7 separate regions of the Mus musculus genome follow, and regions 1, 2, 4, 5, 6 and 7 are each linked to region 3. A link is a contact called in public HiCAR-type, HiChIP or PLAC-seq and promoter capture Hi-C data. All regions are on one chromosome and are shown on one strand. The core of a region is the stretch at or near the end of the contact, and the rest is flanking DNA. Distances in the headings are between cores, read along the strand shown. Region 1 holds the start of Arfgap3 (ADP-ribosylation factor GTPase activating protein 3). Region 2 holds the start of Nfam1 (Nfat activating molecule with ITAM motif 1). Region 3 holds the start of Ndufa6 (NADH:ubiquinone oxidoreductase subunit A6). Region 4 has its middle 36 kb from the start of A4galt. Region 5 overlaps Gm41366 (a long non-coding RNA gene). Region 6 holds the start of Cyb5r3 (cytochrome b5 reductase 3). Region 7 holds the start of St13 (suppression of tumorigenicity 13).

Region 1 (2,700 bases), core at 69-2,568, 1.0 Mb before region 3:
ACCCCCTACCTTGGTTCACCTAATTAGCATGCCCCATAAAATAAACTTATCCTAAAGGGGTTTCTTCTTTTACCTTTATGAACTGCCATTTGCCAATACGCCAAGGCTGTCTCTTCTCTATCCAGAAGCAGTCCTTTGTCCCTCTGGAGCAAATAACCCGTCCCCCTCTCCCTCCTTTTCACTTCTTCCTCTTGCTCTATCTCCTGTCTTTGTCTCTTATTCCCTGCCCTTTTGTCACTCTGCTGAGAACTTTGTGTGTCTTGTGCCAGTTCCTGTCCTTGTACAGCCTATATGAGGTCCCAACTTGACACCAAGACCGTTTTCAGAACATCCCTGAAGCTGCAGTGCTGCTCTGGTCAACATATTTCATCTCCAACTCCTTCATACAGGTGAATGCTAGGAAGTGCCTACAGCAGCCCTGCTGGGAAGCAACCAGTTGAACTGGGACAGAAGCTGGGGCTTAGCACTTGATACCAAAACCTGTTTTTCTTCTATTATGCTCTACCTAAGGTCATGTTTGCCAGCTGCTCCACCCTGACCGCTGTAAAAGAGGCACCTGCTCCCAAGCTCAAACCTTCCAGCTACTAATATTATCCAAGGTTTAACTGGAGCCCCAAGCACTAAACACAGACTTGTTTCTGGTCTTTCTAGACTTCTCAGTTCTGACCCTGATAGAACTTGTTGCCTACAGGCAAGCACTCTCTCTCCGTGAACAGAACAGACTTTATAATTACAAGATTATCAAGCCAGTATGGCTTGGTGCAGACCTGTAATCTGAGCAGCAAGACGCTAAAACAGGAATATCTCCAGTTCAAGTCCAGCCTTGGACTACACAGTGTGCTCTAGGCCAGCCTGGGTTTCCCAGATGGGAGAGAGAAAAATGGGACAGCAGTTTCCTGTAGGTTATCACTCAGGGCTTGACTTTAGCTGAGAAAGAGTACAAACACACACTACTACTATGCAGGATCCATGAGGATGAGACCTGCTGGCTCTCCCATCCTGAGGGATAGGTGTGAGACTGGCCACGGGCCGGCAACGGTATGCTGGTGAGTCCGGTGGGTAAGCCCGATGCTCCCTGCGCAAAGCCTGGGGTTCCTATCCCACACTGCAGGACCCTAACTAACGCTGAGATCTGGGGAAGGTTTGCGGAGGGGTGGGAGTTGTCCGAGCGTCCGCGCATGCGCCTGCCGCGCCCGACTTCGAAATTGGAACCCGGAGAAACCAGTGGCGCCGAGGGACCTCACCGAGTGAAGGAGAACGGCGCGTGCGCCCGCTTGTGGGCGGAGCCTGGGCGCGGCAGGGGCGGGGCTTGTCGTCACGCGCAGCCCCGCCCCTCGGTCTCCGGGAGGCGGCAACCGCTACTCCTTGTCTCTTCCCGGTTGTCGGGGACTGCTTCACCTCAGTTCTCAGTGACTATGGGGGACCCCAGCAAGCAGGACATCCTGGCCATCTTCAAGCGCCTGCGCTCGGTGCCCACTAACAAGGTAACGGCCGCAGGCGGGCTTGGGACCCCGCGGCCCGCCGGACCCCGGTGTGGCCGCGGCCGTGGGAGGAGCCGCCCGGCCTGTGACACGTCGCACTGTGGGCCTGGCAGCCGCCGCTCCCCAACCTTCGTCAGCAAGGGGAGGAAAAGGGGGCGCCCACCAGGGGCTTAGCGCCTGGGGCACAGGGACATGGGCATCCGGAGGATGTCCAGGACTAAAAGGCAGAGAGCCTGGGGTCACAGGACTGGGGCATGGACATCTGGGATGTCTAGCATCCTAGGGCAGAGCGTCTGGGGTCACAGGGGGGGCTGGGACATGGACAGTTGGGGTGTCCGCCACCAGAGGCCAGAACACCTGGGGATAGACAGAAGACTGGGGCATGGACATCTGGAACAGGAGACCAGTGCATTTCATGGCAGAGAGAGGACTGGGGTATGGACCTCTAGGAGTGTCCAGGTTACCCAGACGCCAGACTACCTGGGGGCTTAGAGAGAAGGCTAGTTCATAGCATCTAGGGGTGTCTAGGGGTCTGGAGAACAGAGCACCTTGACCCAGAAGCACAGACATGGTAGGGTGGAGGAAACAGATGTTGGAAGTGTGTAGCTGGGCTCTGAGAAGGCTGGTGAGGCAGAGTTCACTCCTTCTGGCCTCTGTGAACAAAGGTAAAAATCCCAGCCACCTAGACCCAGGGGTCAGAACTCTAAGTGGTGCTAAGTTCTGGGAAAGAAGGGCTTCTCCCCCCACCATGGACCTTGTCTTGAGTGTTCTTCAGGGCTGGGGACCTGTTGGATTTTTGTCACCATTGTCCTTCGGTGGCAGCCTGTTTCCCAGTCCAGTAGAGCTAAGGTTCTCTTCCCTGGTTGCCAGCTCTCTGGGTTCCTGAGGAAGCTCACTAAAACTCACGTTCATCCCTCTGTAGGTTGAGGTCTGTCCCTACAATTTTTTTCTTCCCCTTATGTGACCCCCCCCACACACACACACACACAGACCCCACCCCCAACCACTGGGCCTCATAACTTTTAGCATGTGGCTGGCAGTGTTGTTTTGATACACAGGGTTAAGGTGTCTACTTCCTTAGGATGACGGAGTAGGGTGGAACCCGAGGAGTGCAAAGGGCTGTCGTGTCACTGTGGACTCTCCCCACCCCTCTCCAAGTTCCATCTGGTTGCCACCTTCACCTCTGAGGAACCATCTGTTAATGGGCACAGCCGTGATT
Region 2 (2,700 bases), core at 44-2,543, 680 kb before region 3:
GCCAATACCGCCTGGGTCCCAGCCCGCCCCTTCGCGCTGCCTCTTCTCCTGTTCATACACATCTTCCTCTGCGGGTGGGTGGCCTATGGCTGCTTGCCTCTGCACACCAGTCTCAGGGTTCTTGCTCCCAAACACCCTGCAGCTTTCACTGTTAACTGTGCAGAGGCCAAGGGGAAGGGATTTAGGCAAGGTACTGACAGAAGCCCCCATGGTGATATGAAAGGGTGGGGGAGGGGGGGAACATCAGCCACGTGCCCAGCCTCCACCACACTGGCACAAGTGGCAAAGAAAATCCAGGTAAAAATCTATCTGTCCTTCTCATTTATGCCCCACAGACCTGCCGGGATCATGAGCTAGCTGCTTCACCTCTTCATGCTGAAGTCTCTCACTGGTGTGGTGGGGCTACTCAGGGCTCTCTTGGGTTCACGGCTCTAATGAGAAAAGTCGAGACTCAGCAGGTCTGGCCCTCAACTTCTTTCCTGCTGCTTTTCTCCCCTTGTCCTCTCAGCCCCTACCTTTCAGGTCACAAAACAGACACGGGGCTCCAGGACCTTAGGAGTTCTCCCTAGAGTCTGCAGAGGATGGCCCCTCCCCCCCTCATAGGAAGCCATCACTGTCCCAGTACTGAGACCTCTAGCGCCATGGGGGCTTCGAGAGCAGAGCTGATAAGGAAGGAGGCAGTCAGGGGCCTGTGTCTCCTCTTGGGTGGGGATGGGGTGAAGTCGGGTTAGGGAGCCCCCCCCCCACCCTAGGAGGAGGAGTGGGAGGAGGAGGAGGAGGAGGAGGAGGAGTGGGAGGAGGAGGAGGAGGAGGAGGAGGCGTATCAGTTCAGGTGGATCAAGAGGAGTTCCTCCGAAGAACCAGCTACTGTCTCTCACTCCAGGATGTGTTAAATTCCCTCCGGAGGCTGGGACAAGTGGCTTAAGGCCCTTCAGCCTCCCAGTCTGCCACTCCTCTGCTTATTCTTCCCCCACCCTAGGCTCCCCCCACTCCCACCCCACCCCCCCTTCAGGACACCTTCTCAAGGGATGGCAGGGACCTTGCAGGGATGTCTGAGCAGGTGGGATTATGGTCATTTTTAGGGTTTCAGACCTAAGGAGCATGGCCACCCAGCTTCCAGGACAGGGTCCTCTGCTGCGAGGGACTAAGGAGGCCCCAGAAGCCCGGGAAAGCCAAGGTTCCTACCGCATGCTCTTTTCCCACTGTGTGGCTTGGATGAGTTGGAGCCCCAGGCTGTTTATCTGTTGGAACCCCTCACCAAGGTTGCTTCCGCTATTTCAGAGGGAGGTCAGGGTTTCTGAGAGGAACCGCCTTGAGGAAGCAGAAGGGTGTCCAGAGGAGGAACTTATGGGGACACAAAAGGGAACTCTAGCTGCCAGCAGGGGCCTTAGTCTGCAGTGACCTGAAGCGGAAGGAGGAACAGGCTTTGATAAGTGTCCAGCTTGGCGCACGGTATTCCATGGAGAGCTGGCTTCTGCGACGTGGGGCCCGAGTGCGATGCCTGCACCCACCCAGCTGGCTCCCAGCCTGGTGCTTCCTCTGTTTGCTGCCGGTGCCCCAGACCCTGCAGCTAACAGGCAAGTCTGTCTCCTTCTCACGTCCTCTTGTTCGCATACATCAGAGTGACTTTCATCCAGCGGGAACAGCTAATTCCCGGGACCTGTCTCTGGGGATTTGCTGGTTGCGTTTGAACATTGTAGACTTCATGTGGGAAGCCTTCGGGGACTGAGAAGATATTTAGCTAATGCCTCGTCAAGGTGGCATTTGAAGGGGTTGTGGGGGGACGGTGCTGTGTCTTCACCCCAGTGTTAACAGCTTTCCTGACAGCATAGCTTAGGCCTCCTGGTCCTTAAATAAGGAAGGTGGGTGCTGTGTTTTTGAGGTCAGGTGTGGAGTCCATGGAAAAGACAGCTCTTACAAGGCTACTGTGGTAGAGGAGTTCTGTTGAATCTGCCAGGTGGTGGAGCTGCCCTGGGTGCTGCTGGTGGTGGTTGGTGAATACAGAGAAAGGCAGTCAGAGCACGGCATCCTGGGGCCACACTAGAAAGGGTCACACTTAGCACTTTCTAAAATGCAGTCAGAGGCCAAGGATTTTATGACCAGCGAATCTCCCCAGGGCCAACACTGCTGTCCTATCCTAGTTCCAGGCTCCCTTGGAAGCTGGGAGGTCTGGATTCAAAGCAAGCTGTGGGGTAGAGGCCAATTTATCTAGGCCAGCGCACCTCCAAGGGTGTCCCTCTCAGGTGTGTTCCCTGGTGGTGCTGGGTAATGTCTGTCAGGCACTATGTGTTCTTGCCTTGGCCTGGCTAGCAGCTGGTCCATTGCTGACCCAGGGACACTCCACTGTGGAGGCTGAGTACTAACTGTTCTCTGTTTGACTTTACTTATTTATTTTATAAATCATGTGTGTGTGTGCGTGTGCCTGTGTGTGCCGAGGTGAGTTTACGAAGGTCAGAGGCCAGCCTCGGGTGAACATCCTTGCCTTCTACCTGTTTGAAATAGCCTGCCTGCCTGTCTGTTTGTCTGCCTGCCCACCCACCCGCCCATCCGTCTGTCTGGTCTGTCTGTCTGTCACTGCTGTGAATGCCAGGCTGGCTGGCCTGCAAGCTTCCAAGGATTCTGTCTCTGCTTCCTGTCTTGTGGCAGGAACAATAAGATCAGAGACACGTGCTACTCTGCTTTATTCGAATTCCAGGGTTT
Region 3 (2,732 bases), core at 187-2,686:
CAACATGGGTCTATAAAGAAAGTCCCAGGTTAGCCAGGTTTCAAAAAGGAGGGGAGAGAATAAAAGAAAAAAACAAAAATCAATAATGTGGTGGTTTGGGCCCCATAAGTTCATGTGTTTGAATGCTAGGTCCCTAGTTAGTGGAACTGTTTTGGGAAGGACTAGGAGGTGTGGCCTTGTTGGAGTATGTGGCCCTTGTTGAAGATGTGTCACTAGAAGTGACTAGAGGCCGGCCCAGTCTTTCTCTATTGTAAGACCTCAGCTGCTGCTTCAAGGCCACTCATGCCTGCCTGCTGCCATGCTCTCCTCCATGAGAGTTTAAATGCTGTGTGCTGAGCATATCTGTGTGCATTGTACTTTGACTGGAAGTACTGTTTGTTCAAATCACCACAAAAATATCCATAAAAGCATGGTGCACTTACTATATTAGAATGTCGTTAGGCAGCAATTCTTCAGCTTTTATTTATATAGCAGCGAATATATATAGATATATACCATAGAGTATAGATATAGATTAGATACAGAGGTAGATATAGCTTCCATGGTTTGGGATGTAAAATCCCTAGTCTAAAATGGAAATGATTAGGCTAGGTGAAGTAGCACTAAGGAGACTGAAGCAGGGGAAATGTGGAGTGCAAGGTCAAATGTAACTGCGGGGCTGGAGAGATGCCTCAGTGAGTGCTTAAGCACTCTAACTGCTCTGCCAAAGGACCTGGGCTCAATTCCCAGCTCCACAAAGCAAATCATAACCGTCGGTCCCAGAGGAATCCATAGCCTTCTTTTGGCCTCCATGGACTCCAAAAAGCACACGTGGCGCACACCTATACAAACATCCAAAACACCCACACACATTTATTTACAAAAAGGCAACCGCAAGTGCTGTGGGCACAAACCTGCAGAGGCAGAGAAATCACTGCAAGCTCTGAGGCCAGCCTGGCTGGTCTACGTAAGTGAGTTCCAGGCCAGGCGCAGTGAGACGACAACTCAAAACAATGGCATGAAGTAAGTAAACAAACGGGGCTGAGAAACGCCAAAAAGCTCAAGCCAGAGGCGCTTTTGCGATCGACACCATGTCTACAAGAAAACGGTTTTCCGGAAGCACATACACAATATGCTCAGCAGTACGCACTGTTGCTGCGGAAAGACTGCCATTGCCGCCTGGCACCGTTATCTATGCCCGAGGTCTTCTCCTCCGAGCCTGCCAACCACGGCGCCTGGCTGAAGGAACAAACTTTTGGTAAGAGCAGACAGAGCGCCTCACCGCTGCCTGAAGCCTCGACGCTGCGCCTCCTGGTGGTTCCTCAGCGCCGCCGTTGAACGAGCCAACCCCGGATCGGTGTTTCCGCGGTAGAGCATGCGCATTGCAGAGCCCGAGGCTTCCAGCCAATCAGAGAGCCCTAGTCCAGTCAGTCCTTCCCTCTGCACTGCAGGAGGCACGGCAGCGAGTCCCGTGGCACCGCGCGTGCGCACGCTGAAGGGGCGGGGCTTCCTCGGCAAGATGGCGGCCGCGGCCACCGGCCTGCGCCAAGCTGCTGCTGCGGCAGCCAGTACCTCGGTGAAGCCCATTTTCAGTCGCGACCTGAACGAGGCCAAGCGGAGGGTGCGCGAGCTCTACCGCGCTTGGTATCGGGAGGTGCCGAACACCGGTGAGAGGCAGGGGTGCATTCGGGGCGCCGGAGGCACCTGCCCAAGGTCTCTCGGCCGAGCTGAGGTCACGTAGTGGGACAGAAACGAGCCCTGGGCTTCGGGGGAAGGGGGTCACCCGAGCCAGAGTGCCCCACACCGGGACAGGGCTTCCGAGCGCCCCAGTTGCTTTGGTGGCCTTTGTTCCTTATTTCTTATGGAGCCCCTGGGAGGGGCGTCCGCGGTCCTGAGCTAGCCCCGGGTGCTTCTTGAACCCAGCTTTACAGTTCCAGAGAAGGTTCTAGATGCCCATTCGATTTTGTAACTAAAGTGGCGAAGGGCTTTAGCAGTTATCTGTTACTTAGTCTGGAGAACAAACTGCATCACGAGAGGGAAACGACTTGACGAAGGTCACCCAGTAGCTGCCTGCTGCCCTTTGAAGCCTCCAGACGAAATGGCCCCTCAGAGCTCCCCAGCTTTGCTCACTAGATCAGCTTGCCCCAGAATTTTGAAGTCTAACCCCCTTCTGCTGCAAAACACGCCTTTTCCCGTAGGTGGGAGAATCTAGTCTGTTCACCTGAGTGGCGAGTGTGAATCTGCAATCTTGGTTGTCTCCCTCAATGCTGCCACTGTAGTGGATTTTAAAAGGGGGTTAGCGAGAGTTCAAATGTCCTACATATGTCAGGGACATCTTTTGTTGTTGAGTAGACATGTATTTAACTTGAGCTGATCTGAGGGGAAAGGCGTTTTCCAATGAGTAACAACAGCTCCACAGCACGCCTCAGCACTGCTTGAGAGGCAGCCACACTGTCCTCAGTTTCGACCTTTATTAGCTGTGTGACCTTGGGTAAGATTTTTCACCGGTATTTGCTCATCTGTGAAATGGCCATAATACTGTCTTCTTCCGGGAGTTACTGTATTAAATAGGTTACTTAAGTAACTGATATAAAACTCGGGGGAGGCACTGATGGGAGAAGATTCCTCTTAGTTATTAGAACACAGACTGGAGAAAAAACAAAACAAAAAAACCATGCCCACCTCAGGCTGGAGTTTACCTGACAGTAGTTATAATACTGCACCCTTCAGTCTCTGGGCCTGATGCTTCACAA
Region 4 (2,705 bases), core at 134-2,633, 860 kb before region 3:
ATATTTGAGTGTGTGTATATGTGTGTATGTATATGTGTGTCTGAGTGCATGTGTGTGTGAGGGGTGTGAATGTGTGAGAGTACGCGTGTTTATGTGTGTGTGAGTGTTGTGTGTGAGTATGTATATGAATATATATGTGTGTGTGTGGTGTGTATATATGTGTAGAGGTGGACACTACCTGTTTTCTTATGTCCCTAAATCATGCTCCACTTTCTTTTTTTCTCCCCTTTATTTTCACTTTATCTGTATGGGTGTTTTGCTAGCATGTATGTGTCACATGTATGCAGTGCCTTCAGAGGCTGGAAAAACATGTCAGATCCCCTGGACTAGAGTTGCAGGTGGTTACGAGCCTCCATGTGTGTACTCGAGACTGAACCAGGGTCTGCTGCGAGAGCAGTCAGGGCTATCTCTCCAGTCCCCTGAACCTGGAGCTCACTAATTAGCTAGGTTGGCTGGTCAGTGAGCCCCTGAGACCCGCCTGTGTGTATTTCCTCAGCACAGGGATGACAGAAGTGGTCCACTCCCAGCAGCCTTTGCCCCAATGGGTTCTTATAAATCTTTCTTTTCTTTTTAAAAGATTTTTTTATTTATGTATGTGAGTACACTGTAGCTGTACGGATGGTTGTGAGCCTTCATGTGGTTGTCTTTTTTAGGACCTCTGTTCTCTCTGGTCAACCCCGCTCATTCCGGCCCAAAGATTTATTAGTATACGTACATACACTATAGCTGACTTAAGACGCACCAGAAGAGGGTGTCAGATCTCCATGTGGTTGCTGGGATTTGAACTTAGGACCTCTGAAGAGCAGACAGTGCTCTTTACCCACTGAGCCATCCTGCCAGCCTGGGTTCTGAGTATCCAACTCAGATCTTCATTCTTGTATTCCACACGCTTCACTCCTGAGCCTTCTCCCTAGGTCTTTTCCTGGCTTTCTGCTTCTCCTCAGGTGGTCCAGTCTGACTAGGCACTGACGCCTATAGCATTGCTCATCCCAGAGAGGGCTACAACTGAGGCTGTGCTCCTGGAACCAACCAGCAGCATCCTGTCTTTTCGACAGTAAACCTCTGTGTCTCACAGGCCCAGCACTGGCCTGCTTCCTTTCTGCTGTGCTAGAGGCTCCGACCATCCCCTCCCCCATTTCTGTCTTGCTATACCCCAACCCTTTCCTTTATTAGCCTTCCCATTCTGTCCCCTACCCCCCAGGGAAATCCCCAGCTGTCCACCAGACTTCAGAGAAACCACATGAGCCTAAATATTTCTTCGCTGGGAAGTGCTATATCCTAGGCATGCTGGGAAATCAGGCTTAAAGGGAAAACTCAGAGTCAATTAAAAAAATGACTCATGTTTTGGTAAAAGGGGGTAAAAGGAATAATATTTCATAAGCTTTCTCCTGGATACTGTACAACAGCTATAAACTCTCTGGCCTCTCAGAGAGACTGCAAGAAACCCTGTCTCCAAGCAGAGGCTCATTTTTTCCATTTGGACTCTTTTTATTTTTTCCATTTCAGTTTTAAATGTAGTCTAACCCACAGATCCATCATGAAAGGTCAGGACTGGGGTTAAGGGAAAGCATATCTGAGGGAATGAGAGAAGATGGGTGAGCATACAGCCCAGCCCTGCTGCCCCCGGCAACCACAGGACTGGCAGGGACCAGAGATAGCCTGGGCTGGCTGCTGGACTCCCAGCCAGGCAGCATCTTCCGGAACATGAGAGTTTCAGGCATGAAACAGACAGATAGAGTTAATAGCAACTCAGACAACAAAGGCTTGGCTTTTCTGAGATGAGAGGCTAGAACATGGAGAGTGGGGGTTCAATTAGTGATGTCCCCTAAGTCATCTGAACTTTCCAGGCTTCTGAAATCTCTCTCTGCCTCTGGATGTCCAGCTTTTGTTTCATGATTCCCCAGTGGCTGTTCCAGCTACTGTCATTGCATCCACATTTACCCTGCAGAGCTCACCTGGAGATCGCCACTTCCTTGCCACTCCTGTGTTTTACTTCTTCTTCTTCTTCTTCTTCTTCTTCTTCTTCTTCTTCTTCTTCTTCTTCTTCTTCTTCTTCTTCTTCTTCTTCTTTTTGTTTTTTTTTGTTTTTTTTTGTTTGTTTGTTTGTTTGTTTGTTTTGTTTTTTTTCGAGACAGGGTTTCTCTGTATAGTCCTGGCTGTCCTGGAACTCACTTTGTAGACCAGGCTGGCCTCCAACTCAGAAATCCGCCTGCCTCTGCCTCCGGAGTTCTGGGATTAAAAGCGTGCGCCACCACACCCAGCTGTGTTTTACTTCTTATTTGTTTTTATGTTATAAGTACAAGTGCTTCCCTGCATGTGTGTGTGTGTACCATATGCTTGCCTGGTGCCCATGGATACCAGAAGGGGGAATCAGATCTCCTGCACCTTGAGTTACAGGTGATTATGAGTCACTATGTAGGTACTGGGAACTAAACCCCATTCTCTAGAAGAAAAGCAAGTACTCTTAACCACTAAGCCATCTCTCCAGCCCTGAATGAATAAATGAGTGAATGAGTGAGTTTGAGGCAAGGTATCACTATGTAGCCTGGAGCTCAGATTTAGACCAGGCTGGCCTCAAACTCAGAGAGATCTGCCTGCCTCTGTCACCTGAGTGCTCGGATTAAAGGTGTCTGCCACCAGGACTGGCCACATTTCTGCCATTATTGACTAGGCTATACTCGCCGTAGCTGCAAGAGGAGCTGGGA
Region 5 (2,700 bases), core at 68-2,567, 720 kb before region 3:
AGGGATGCTGGCACTCAGGAGCAGAGGCAGGCAAATCTCTGAGTTTGAGGCTAGCCTGGTCTACAGAGTAAGTTCCTAGACAGCCAGGGCTACACAGAGAAACCCTGTCTCAGAATAAAAGAAAAACTATTTTGCCAAGTGTGATGGCACATGTCCCTGGAATACCAGCACTTGAGAGGCAGAGGTAGAGGCAGAAGGGCTGCTGAAAGTTAGAGACTGGCTTGGTCTCCATAGCAACTTTCAGGCATTGCAGGATCTGACTTTAAAGGAACAGAATAGAATGGCCTTTCCCAGTGTAGCTTTAAGGCCCGACTCCACCCACCCAGTCCATCCTGGGCCTCTGTCTTGTCGGCTGTAAACGGCTGTGCACACTGTCATTGGCTGTGAGGCTTAAACCAGCCAAGGGCTCAGAGGTTTGCCTGGCACAGGTGGGTCTTGAGGCTCCTTAGCCGTCAATTGACCAATTCCTTAGTCAAGACATAATGTGCTCAAACTTAGGGGGCTGCAGACATCACCAGGAGATGCTCTGCCAGGAAGAGGGCAGAAGCAAATGTGTTTGATGGGAGCAGAGAAAACTCTCTGAATGTACACACCTAGCCTTTATTTATGTGTGTGTGTGTGTGTTTAATGTGTTCTAGGGATCTGAAGAGTTCATCGTGTTTGCCGGCAAGCACTTTACCAGCTGAGCCGCATCCCCAGCCCCACCCACTTGTGGACTTCTTCAAGTGAGCATGTCGCTATCCTTGGTCCTCCTAGTGATGGGGAAGGCAGGACGGATGGAGGCACGTTGTTGTTAGGAAGAGCCTGAGGAGGCTGCTGTGGATCTTACTGTTTGCATAGGAGAGGGAGGCCATTTCCAGCTCAGGAAACAGCCTGACCACAGGCGTGGAAGAGAATGTCTAACGGGCAGAGGGACTGGCAGGAAGTCCTGCGGCACAGGCGGAGGGGCACAGAGGACGTGGGAGTCAATCTCACCTGTAAACACACATTGCGCAATCGAACGCGGCGTGATGCCAGCTCAGAAACGTGAGCGATTGTTGGTTTTGAATCGGCTCTAGCTGCGTTATGCGGTTTTTCTTTGTTCATTTCTCACACGTTATAGGGTGCTCTTGCCAGAGACTTGTCAATACCCGTCTCTTCGAGGATCCAGCTGTGGCTCCACTGATTCGCTCTTGGTTTTATCCTTGACAGATCTGTTTCCTCTGTGATTTCCCTCCTTCCTATTTTGTTATCAGCTACCAGTTATCAGCCTTGGGTTTTCTGTTCTGTGGTGGGCACTGAAGGTTACGCCTCCCCGGAGCCTTGCTTTAGAATGAATGTCCTTCTAGGTTCATCTCCTGATGACCTCACTGTCTTAGTTCTGAGTAGTTTCTTGTTTCCCTTCCCTTTTCTTTCTTTCTTTTTTGTTTTTTGTGTTTTGTTTTGTTTTGAGACAAGGTTTCTCTGTGTAGCCCTAGCTGTTCTGGAACTCATTCTGTAGACTAGACCAGACTGGCCTCAAACTCAGACATCCCTCTGTCCCACTCCACATACACACCCATGTTGGGATTAAAGGCATTCTTTTTTAGAAATATTTATTTATTTATTATATGTTAGTACACTATAGGCGTCTTCAGACACCCCAGAAGAGGGCATCAGATCTCATTACAGATGGTTGTGAGCCACCATGTGGTTGCTAGGATTTGAACTCAGGACCTTCGGTAGAGCAATCAGTGCTCTTAACCATTGAGCCATCTCTCCAGCCCCAATTAAAGGCATTCTTAAGTTTCTTGTTTTCTTCTGAGGTTTCCCTTACCTTTAAAAACACTTTTTTAAAAGACAGGCTCTTATGTAGCACCAGCTATCCTAAAATTGACAATGTAGCCATGGCTGTCTTTGAACTCTTTTGCATGTGTGTGTGTGTGTGTGTGTGTGTGTGTGTGTGCGTGTGTGATGTCTGTATGTATATGCATACATTTGTGTGTATGTGGTTGTGTGCGCCACAACACACATGTGGAAGTCAGGGGATAGCCTTGGGTAACAGTTTTTACCGTCATCCTTTTGGGACAGGGATGTTTGTGGTAAGGTCCAGGCTTAGCTGACCCACCAGTTCCAGGGATTCTCCTGCCTTTCATCTCACCATAGGAGCACTAAGATCACAGGCACACTGTGTACCTGTGTTTACACGTGTCTGGGCACGGCACTCAGGTTTACACACTTGTATGGCCGGTGTATTTACTTGCTGAGCCCCCTGCCAGCCCAGCTCTGATCCTCCTGGCTCCACCTCCCCTAGTTCTGGGGATACAGACCTATGCTGCCACACTGGTTCATCCTAAACTCATATAGTAGCTCCTTCATGAACTGCAATGTCAAAACATGGGTTTAAAACAGTTTTGTGATCTATGTCTAATAGCACAGCCCTGTGGCCAAGTATCATTTGCTGTGTTCAGTGACCTGCTGTATACACAATTGTTTGAGTCTTCTTGAGCACTTGGAAAGGTGTGCCCTCCCACTCCTGACACAGCCTGTTGCTGTCCACTGATCCCACTGTCTCTGCTTTGAACTGCTGCTTCATAACCATGTACTGGGTGGTTAGTGTGTCCTCTGTGTGACAGTCACAGGCATCATGTCACTCAGGCTTGTCTTCAAAGGCTCCTGCTGAGGGAGGCACCGTTGGCTGGCACCCTCCGACTGTTGTACCTTAGGCCACTTTGGCATTCA
Region 6 (2,700 bases), core at 201-2,700, 820 kb before region 3:
TCAAGTCAATCTGTAGCCAGGGTCAGATAACCTTGAACCCTTGCCTCCACTATCCAAATTCTGGAATCACAGATGTGCTGACCATTGCTCCTTATTTATTTATTTGAGACAGGGTCTCTGTGGTGGTTTGAATAAGAAATGGCCCTCATAGGCACGTGTATTTGAACGTTTAGTCCCCAATTTGTGATGGTTTGTGGGGAGGTACGGAGGTGTGTGGTCTTGCTGGATGAAGAAATGTGCCTGGGGTGGCTTTGAGAGCCTATAGCCTGGCCCCACTTCCAGCTCTCTCTCAGGTTCCCACTTAAGGTACAGTGTTATCTCTCAGCATCCTTCTCCCCGAGCCAGGTTTTCCTGCTGCTTGTGGCCGGCCATGCCTTCCAGCTATAATGGGCTCTTATCCTCCTGGAACTGTGAGACACAATAAACTCCATCTTCCCTAAAGTTGCCTTCGGTCATGGTGTTTTACCACAGCAACAGAAAAGTAACTAGCAGTCTCACCGTGTAGCCTGGAACACTCACAGATCCACCTGCCTCTTCCGGTATTGAACGCTTGGGTCATCAAGTGTTCCGGTATTGAAGAGTTTGGTTAATAGTTCTCAATTTTTAGGCAGCAAGTCTCTTCCTCACTCTGCCGCTCTCAGAGCAGTCTTCCATTCCCTATCTGGCCAGGACCAGGTTGAAGAAAACTCCGGAATGCCAGGGACATACGAGTGTTTATAGAGTATGTGATAGGCTCTGTTCTGAGGTCCGGGTACACAGAGAACTGACTGCAGACTCCTGGCTTGGGGAAGCCCCACCATCTAGTGGAATGGGTACGTGGGCGCAGAGCATCGTGAATAAACAGGCAGGATAACTGAAGCGCTACAAAGACCGTTCTGCACTAGTGGCGTCCCTTGGAGGGAGCACAGGGCCAGAGCTGGCCTAGCTAAAGAGGTGACACCTGAACTTTAATCCGGAACTGGCCTCAGTACGTTTGGAGATTTGTTCAGGAAGGAACGACTGGTTCGCAGGCTTGAAAATGGGGCAGGGCAGGGCTGTAGCCTGAACTCTGTAGCCAGCGGTGTTGGCAACACGCCCCGTGAGCGGGTAGAGCCCTGGCCAGCACAATCAGCTCCGGCAGGCTCCCAGGACCGAAGGCTCAGGATTTGAGAGCCCATCACGGGGGCGACATCTTGTTCTCTTCACCAGGACAAAACAGGCCCAGAAGCCACAAGCTACCTCCCGAAGCCACACAGAGGCGCCACAGTAGCCAGTCTCTCGCCGAGCCTCTTCCGTGCAGCGCCGTCAGCCACTCAGCGCGCACTCCCGTCTTCACAAGCGGAAGTGGGCGGGGACACTGGGAGTCTCCGCCCCCTATCCGCCCACCTCCGCGCTCCTGACTGGCTCCGCAGGGCGTCCCCGCCTCCGAGGTGTTGAGACCGAGGCGGGTTGTTGGGGGAGCGGCCGGCTGAGTAGCGGGTGTAGAACCGTGCGTGAGGCCACCGTCTCTTCTTCGCCACCATGGGGGCCCAGCTGAGCACGGTAGGCGGCATGGGTCTGGGGTCCCCAGGCTTGCACCGTGGGGATACCGTACGATCCGGGGCGCCCAGCACCGGTTCACGAGCCCCGCGCCCCACCCGGCCCCTTGCAGACCGTGACTCACGCCCTGGCTAGTGGCCGCGCCACTCTGGCCCGGCCTCAGGCCAAGGGGGAGCCCCGAGCGCGGGGTGGACATTGAGGACCCTGTTGGGTGTGCGCGAATGAGAATAGGGAATGAGTGACGTGCGCGCCCGCCTGAGTGGGCGTGACTTGTGAGTGTGAGAAAGTTGAAGTGCCTGCGCCCGTGGGGGATGTGAAAGGTGCGAGGGTTTTTGTAAATGGGAACGTGAAGTGTGAACCGTAGGTGCACTGGTGTGTGCGTGGAGGAACCGACAGCGGCGTGTGTGAGAAATGAGAGTGTGGGTGTGAAGACATGCAGGCCTGAATAGTGGACACGAGTGAGCTGGCAGGAAGAGTACTTTGGGGTGCGTGTGTGTATGGGAGAAATGTGTAGGGTGTCCCTACAGGGGTTGGGTGCATCTTCTTGCCATAAACAAGGCAGTAGTTGGCCAGGATCTTTCCAGCTGTCACCTAGAAAAGCCCTGGCCATTCTTGTTACTCACAGAGCTGCACTGTCACTAAAGAAGTGTCACTTAGACTTGGCCATCAGCCCAGGGCACTGAGGATGCTGGGACCGTCTAACGTCTATAAATCTGCTCTCTCACTGTTACTGGATCGACCAAGGCCCCTTCCACAATCCTAGAGCTCACTCTCCTCATTTCCTTTTTTTTCTTTTTTTTTTTCTTTTTTGAGACAGGGTTTCTCAATGTAGCCCTGGAATGCACTGTAGACCAGGCTGCCCTCAAACTCACAGAGATCCACTTGCCTCTGCCTCTCCAGTGCCAGATTAAAGGTGTGGGCCACCACCGTCCAGCTCCTCCCTGATTTCTTAAGAGCATCCATGTGAACTGTGACCAGTCTCAGTTACACAAACATACCCTTGAGGTGTCCAGCTCTTTGGGTATGACAAGAATAGGCCAGCGCCTGTCTTGGAGGGTGCCCTCTCTCCTCTCTGCAAGATTCAGGGCTCCTAGTGAAGACAGCCTTCTTGCCATGGCATTTGCTCTTGCGAGAGTGACCAGTCCAGTATGGACCATCTAAGGAGCATTCTGGCCCAAGGCA
Region 7 (2,700 bases), core at 112-2,611, 950 kb after region 3:
TTAGGTCTCCTTACAAAGTAGGTGACTCACTCTCCAGTATAAAATTTTATGTTAGGTTAATTGCTCACCATATTGTACACGGAGGGTTCACATTCTCCGTGCTCTATCACCTTGACTGTTTATGTAAGACTTAGGCACGTCCCTCGCTTAGTTCTTTACAAACTGAATTGCACAAAGCATTTGTTTCTAGACGTGTTTCTTCTCTCTCTTTCTCTCTCTCTCTCTCTCTCTCTCTCTCTTTTCGAGACAGGGTTTCTCTGTATAGTCCTGGCTGTCCTGGAACTCACTCTGTATTTGGATCAGGCTGGCCTCGAACTCAGAAATCCGCCTGCCTCTGCCTCCCAAGTGCTGGGATTAAAGGCGTGCGCCACCACAGCCCGGCTCTATCTTTTGAGCTAGCTCTCCGATGAAACCTATGAAAAGGCGAAAGATTTACCCTGACCTAACACACACACACACGCTACTTGACATTAAACAATTTAGTCAAGTGTGATGATAAAAGCTACCAATTTAGAATTCGAGTAACTTTGAAGACAATCCCTTGGAGTTCCCTCCTCTTCAGTCACTCCAGCTTTCCCAGAATAACAGAACCTAAAGCCCACTCTTTCCCAGAGCAATCGATCAAAAGAAAAATCCGTGGGTGGTGAGGGGGGATCAGGTGCCGATTGGTGAAGAACCACGGATCATCAACTTGTAGCTCTTTGGGCTGCTTTAGGCTTTCTCCAAAGGAAGAACCTGAAGGGGACGCCGGCAGGAAAGACTCTAACCTGAGAGGCCGCGGAGCCTTGCTAGAACGGGAGCCAGCTTGGGGGTTGAGAGCAGAGACGGCATGGCCTGTAACCACTGGTCAGGAAAAGTACAAACTCTGGGGAAAGCCACTAGCACAGCCGCGTCGCCAGGAAACCAGTCAACTGCTCGGCCCCTTCCGGCAGGCGCGGCTCGCGGGCTTTCTTCCCGGGGCGGCGCAGAGCAGTGACGTCACTCGGCTAGGTTTTGGGCGCGCCGGCCCCACGGGCATTTATTTATTTTCCCCCCTCCTCCATGCGGCGTCTCGTTCTGCTTAATGCCCATCTTCACAGAAGAAATATCTTATTCCAAATGTCTCCCTATGTCCCGCTTGAAAGCGCACAGACACAAGGTCCTTCATCCATCCCGGGGAATTAGGTCAGAGGAAAGAATCCGAGTGAGACTGTTCGCCGATCGAAGCAGGCATTGTCACGGGCAGCTACACTTCTAGAAGGTTCTAGGCGGAGCACAGGTCCAGAGGTAGGAGTGGGAATGAGCGAGCGAAGGCCCGGGGTCACGAGGCCGTTGGGGGGGAGGAGCCAGCGGCCGGGGAGGTTCTAGTCTGTTCTGCCTCGCGGCAGCCGCCCCCTTCCACTTGGTCACGTTGAGCCGCTCCCGGGCCTGGCATCGTGCCTCCGCAGCCGCCCACCGCCTTCAGCTTCCAGCCTCCCACCATGGATCCCCGCAAAGTGAGCGAGCTTCGGGCCTTCGTGAAGATGTGTAGGCAGGACCCGAGCGTCCTGCACACCGAGGAAATGCGCTTCCTGAGGGAGTGGGTGGAGAGGTGAGAGCCCTGGGCCCCGTGGACCGTTGGGGACGGAAAGTTGGGGGTTGGGGAGTGGGCCCCGAGCTGGCGTAGGGAGGAGGGGAGCGGTTCTAGGCCCCTTCGTGGCTCTTAGTGGCTTCGAGAGGTTCTCGGAGGGATCTGGAGCGTTGGGCAACTTAGGGGTGGAAAAGCAGAGGTTAGAGTTGGTTCCCCCCCACCCCCCGCAGTTAAGTCTTTATGGGGGTGTGTTTGGGTTGTGAATATTTGAGCAGTGGAAATAATGCGCGAACGAAGACAAAGCTTTTACTAAGGGATTGTTTTTCTTGAACCTGGCGTCTTGTTTAAGTCGCATTGACCCATGTGTCGTTTAAAATATTAATAGTGGTAACTTATTTATTCTATAACTTCAGTTATCTGTACTTGGCCTTACAACGATTTTAATTGCATGGAATTTTGTTGGGAATTATTTATACCCACGTTAGTTGTAGCGCTGTCACTTCAGCTACTTTAGGAATTTTTTTTTTTCCTTCAAAGACCAGTGTGCTTGCAGGACTAACTGGAGAGTATTTCGCCTGCGTACTATGATTGTTGTGCCAGCTGCTGGGAAACAGTATTACTGGGGAATTGGTTTCTCCTTTTTGTTGTTTTAGTCTCGTTGATAAAAGATTTTAAAGACAGAATTAGAAGAAAGCTTAGGCACCATTAGAATTTGAGGGTGAAAAACGCAACAGTACAAACAAACTAAATCTCTACAGCTGCCAAGGGGAGGGAGGATGTTAAGTCATGCTTTCTGAATTAGGGTCAGCAATGGAAGCTCACCAGCACTTGTAGAAATGGGGGAGGGTCGGTCTTCAGAGAAAGTGCATGTTTAGGGTCTTTGGTTAATATAAAAAAAAAAGAGATGGGGAAAAGTAAAGTTTTATATATTTTTCAATTAGAACTTAGAAAAAACAAGCAGGCTGAGCCATGAAGGTCTGAAAGCAACTGTGTGGAGTGAAGGACTCAGGGACTGTATAAGCACTTTACTTCTTTAAAGATAATTATTCCAAGCTTTTTGCATATCTTCTGGTAAATCAGCCTTTCTGAGAGGTTGTTTTCTGGCCAGGTGATTGCAAGTCCAGATAGATTAAGGGAAGGAGCTAATAAAT

The links. Promoter capture Hi-C pulls out the DNA fragments that hold promoters and counts their contacts. HiCAR-type assays count read pairs that join an accessible place to other places. HiChIP or PLAC-seq counts read pairs in DNA pulled down with a chosen protein or histone mark.
Region 1: a HiCAR-type map of astrocytes shows a contact between it and region 3, with 4 times the contacts expected there. The contact joins the promoter of Arfgap3 here to the promoter of Ndufa6 in region 3. A contact is called at or near these places in 1 of 39 promoter capture datasets (embryonic stem cells), 1 of 484 Hi-C or Micro-C datasets (the C2C12 cell line) and 12 of 115 datasets of contacts at active chromatin or transcription factors (the 230-238 cell line, astrocytes, cardiomyocytes and 8 more).
Region 2: a contact with region 3 is called in an H3K4me3 HiChIP or PLAC-seq map of bone marrow-derived macrophages, with 11 times the contacts expected there. The contact joins the promoter of Nfam1 here to the promoter of Ndufa6 in region 3. A contact is called at or near these places in 14 of 39 promoter capture datasets (the 3T3-L1 cell line, 3T3-L1-derived adipocytes, the C10 cell line and 7 more), 3 of 15 datasets of contacts at CTCF or cohesin (embryonic stem cells, large pre-B cells and stem cell-derived epiblast-like cells), 32 of 484 Hi-C or Micro-C datasets (B cells, CD8 T cells, the HL-1 cell line and 12 more), 34 of 115 datasets of contacts at active chromatin or transcription factors (the HPC-7 cell line, the NIH/3T3 cell line, SST interneurons and 19 more) and 1 of 9 other capture datasets (adipose tissue).
Region 4: a contact with region 3 is called in a promoter capture Hi-C map of hippocampal neurons, with 6 times the contacts expected there. The contact joins the enhancer-like site here to the promoter of Ndufa6 in region 3. A contact is called at or near these places in 7 of 39 promoter capture datasets (3T3-L1-derived adipocytes, the HPC-7 cell line, cranial neural crest and 3 more), 4 of 484 Hi-C or Micro-C datasets (cerebellum, cerebral cortex, cortical neurons and 1 more), 14 of 115 datasets of contacts at active chromatin or transcription factors (astrocytes, differentiating embryonic stem cells, double positive thymocytes and 10 more) and 2 of 9 other capture datasets (adipose tissue and embryonic stem cells).
Region 5: a contact with region 3 is called in an H3K27ac HiChIP or PLAC-seq map of large pre-B cells, with 7 times the contacts expected there. The contact joins the enhancer-like site here to the promoter of Ndufa6 in region 3. A contact is called at or near these places in 6 of 39 promoter capture datasets (cranial neural crest, embryonic stem cells, neural stem cells and 2 more), 1 of 15 datasets of contacts at CTCF or cohesin (embryonic stem cells), 4 of 484 Hi-C or Micro-C datasets (B cells, embryonic stem cells and pro-B cells) and 24 of 115 datasets of contacts at active chromatin or transcription factors (the 230-238 cell line, acute myeloid leukemia, cardiomyocytes and 12 more).
Region 6: an H3K4me3 HiChIP or PLAC-seq map of fetal liver shows a contact between it and region 3, with 4 times the contacts expected there. The contact joins the promoter of Cyb5r3 here to the promoter of Ndufa6 in region 3. A contact is called at or near these places in 9 of 39 promoter capture datasets (3T3-L1-derived adipocytes, cranial neural crest, embryonic stem cells and 4 more), 3 of 484 Hi-C or Micro-C datasets (CD8 T cells, LSK cells and natural killer cells), 17 of 115 datasets of contacts at active chromatin or transcription factors (bone marrow-derived macrophages, cardiomyocytes, embryonic forebrain and 11 more) and 2 of 9 other capture datasets (adipose tissue and liver).
Region 7: a contact with region 3 is called in a promoter capture Hi-C map of pre-B cells, with 2.7 times the contacts expected there. The contact joins the promoter of St13 here to the promoter of Ndufa6 in region 3. A contact is called at or near these places in 3 of 39 promoter capture datasets (erythroid cells, fetal liver and pre-B cells).

The regions. Positions count from the first base shown.
Region 1 is chr15:83,348,865-83,351,564 of GRCm38.p6, reverse strand. Arfgap3 (ADP-ribosylation factor GTPase activating protein 3) reads left to right here and starts at 1,318. Exons shown (of 16, transcript NM_001357756.1): 1 at 1,318-1,484. The coding sequence starts at 1,416.
Region 2 is chr15:83,031,990-83,034,689 of GRCm38.p6, reverse strand. Nfam1 (Nfat activating molecule with ITAM motif 1) reads left to right here and starts at 1,293. Exons shown (of 6, transcript NM_001271411.1): 1 at 1,293-1,577. The coding sequence starts at 1,460. Gm32620 (a long non-coding RNA gene) reads right to left here and starts at 1,374. Exons shown (of 3, transcript XR_384275.3): 1 at 1,186-1,374; 2 at 338-431.
Region 3 is chr15:82,352,995-82,355,726 of GRCm38.p6, reverse strand. It overlaps Ndufa6 (NADH:ubiquinone oxidoreductase subunit A6), which reads left to right and starts at 1,436. Exons shown (of 3, transcript NM_025987.3): 1 at 1,436-1,646. The coding sequence starts at 1,499.
Region 4 is chr15:83,214,514-83,217,218 of GRCm38.p6, reverse strand. No RefSeq gene overlaps it. Among named protein-coding and RNA genes, the nearest start is that of A4galt, 36 kb to the left of the region's middle. Within about 2 kb of position 1,383, at least 103 of the 459 cell types and tissues checked have an H3K27ac peak or open chromatin away from gene starts, as enhancers often do. A contact at or near this core is called in adipose tissue, embryonic forebrain and kidney, where this site is marked.
Region 5 is chr15:83,074,413-83,077,112 of GRCm38.p6, reverse strand. It overlaps Gm41366 (a long non-coding RNA gene), which reads left to right. Exons shown (of 3, transcript XR_875504.1): 3 at 639-1,437. Among named protein-coding and RNA genes, the nearest start is that of Gm41366, 6.4 kb to the left of the region's middle. Within about 2 kb of position 1,317, at least 30 of the 459 cell types and tissues checked have an H3K27ac peak or open chromatin away from gene starts, as enhancers often do. A contact at or near this core is called in B cells and memory CD8 T cells, where this site is marked.
Region 6 is chr15:83,170,933-83,173,632 of GRCm38.p6, reverse strand. Cyb5r3 (cytochrome b5 reductase 3) reads left to right here and starts at 1,450. Exons shown (of 9, transcript NM_029787.3): 1 at 1,450-1,521. The coding sequence starts at 1,501.
Region 7 is chr15:81,398,355-81,401,054 of GRCm38.p6, reverse strand. It overlaps St13 (suppression of tumorigenicity 13), which reads left to right and starts at 1,361. Exons shown (of 12, transcript NM_133726.2): 1 at 1,361-1,570. The coding sequence starts at 1,461. It overlaps Xpnpep3 (X-prolyl aminopeptidase 3, mitochondrial), which reads right to left and starts at 917. Exons shown (of 10, transcript NM_001347075.1): 1 at 768-917. The coding sequence starts at 831.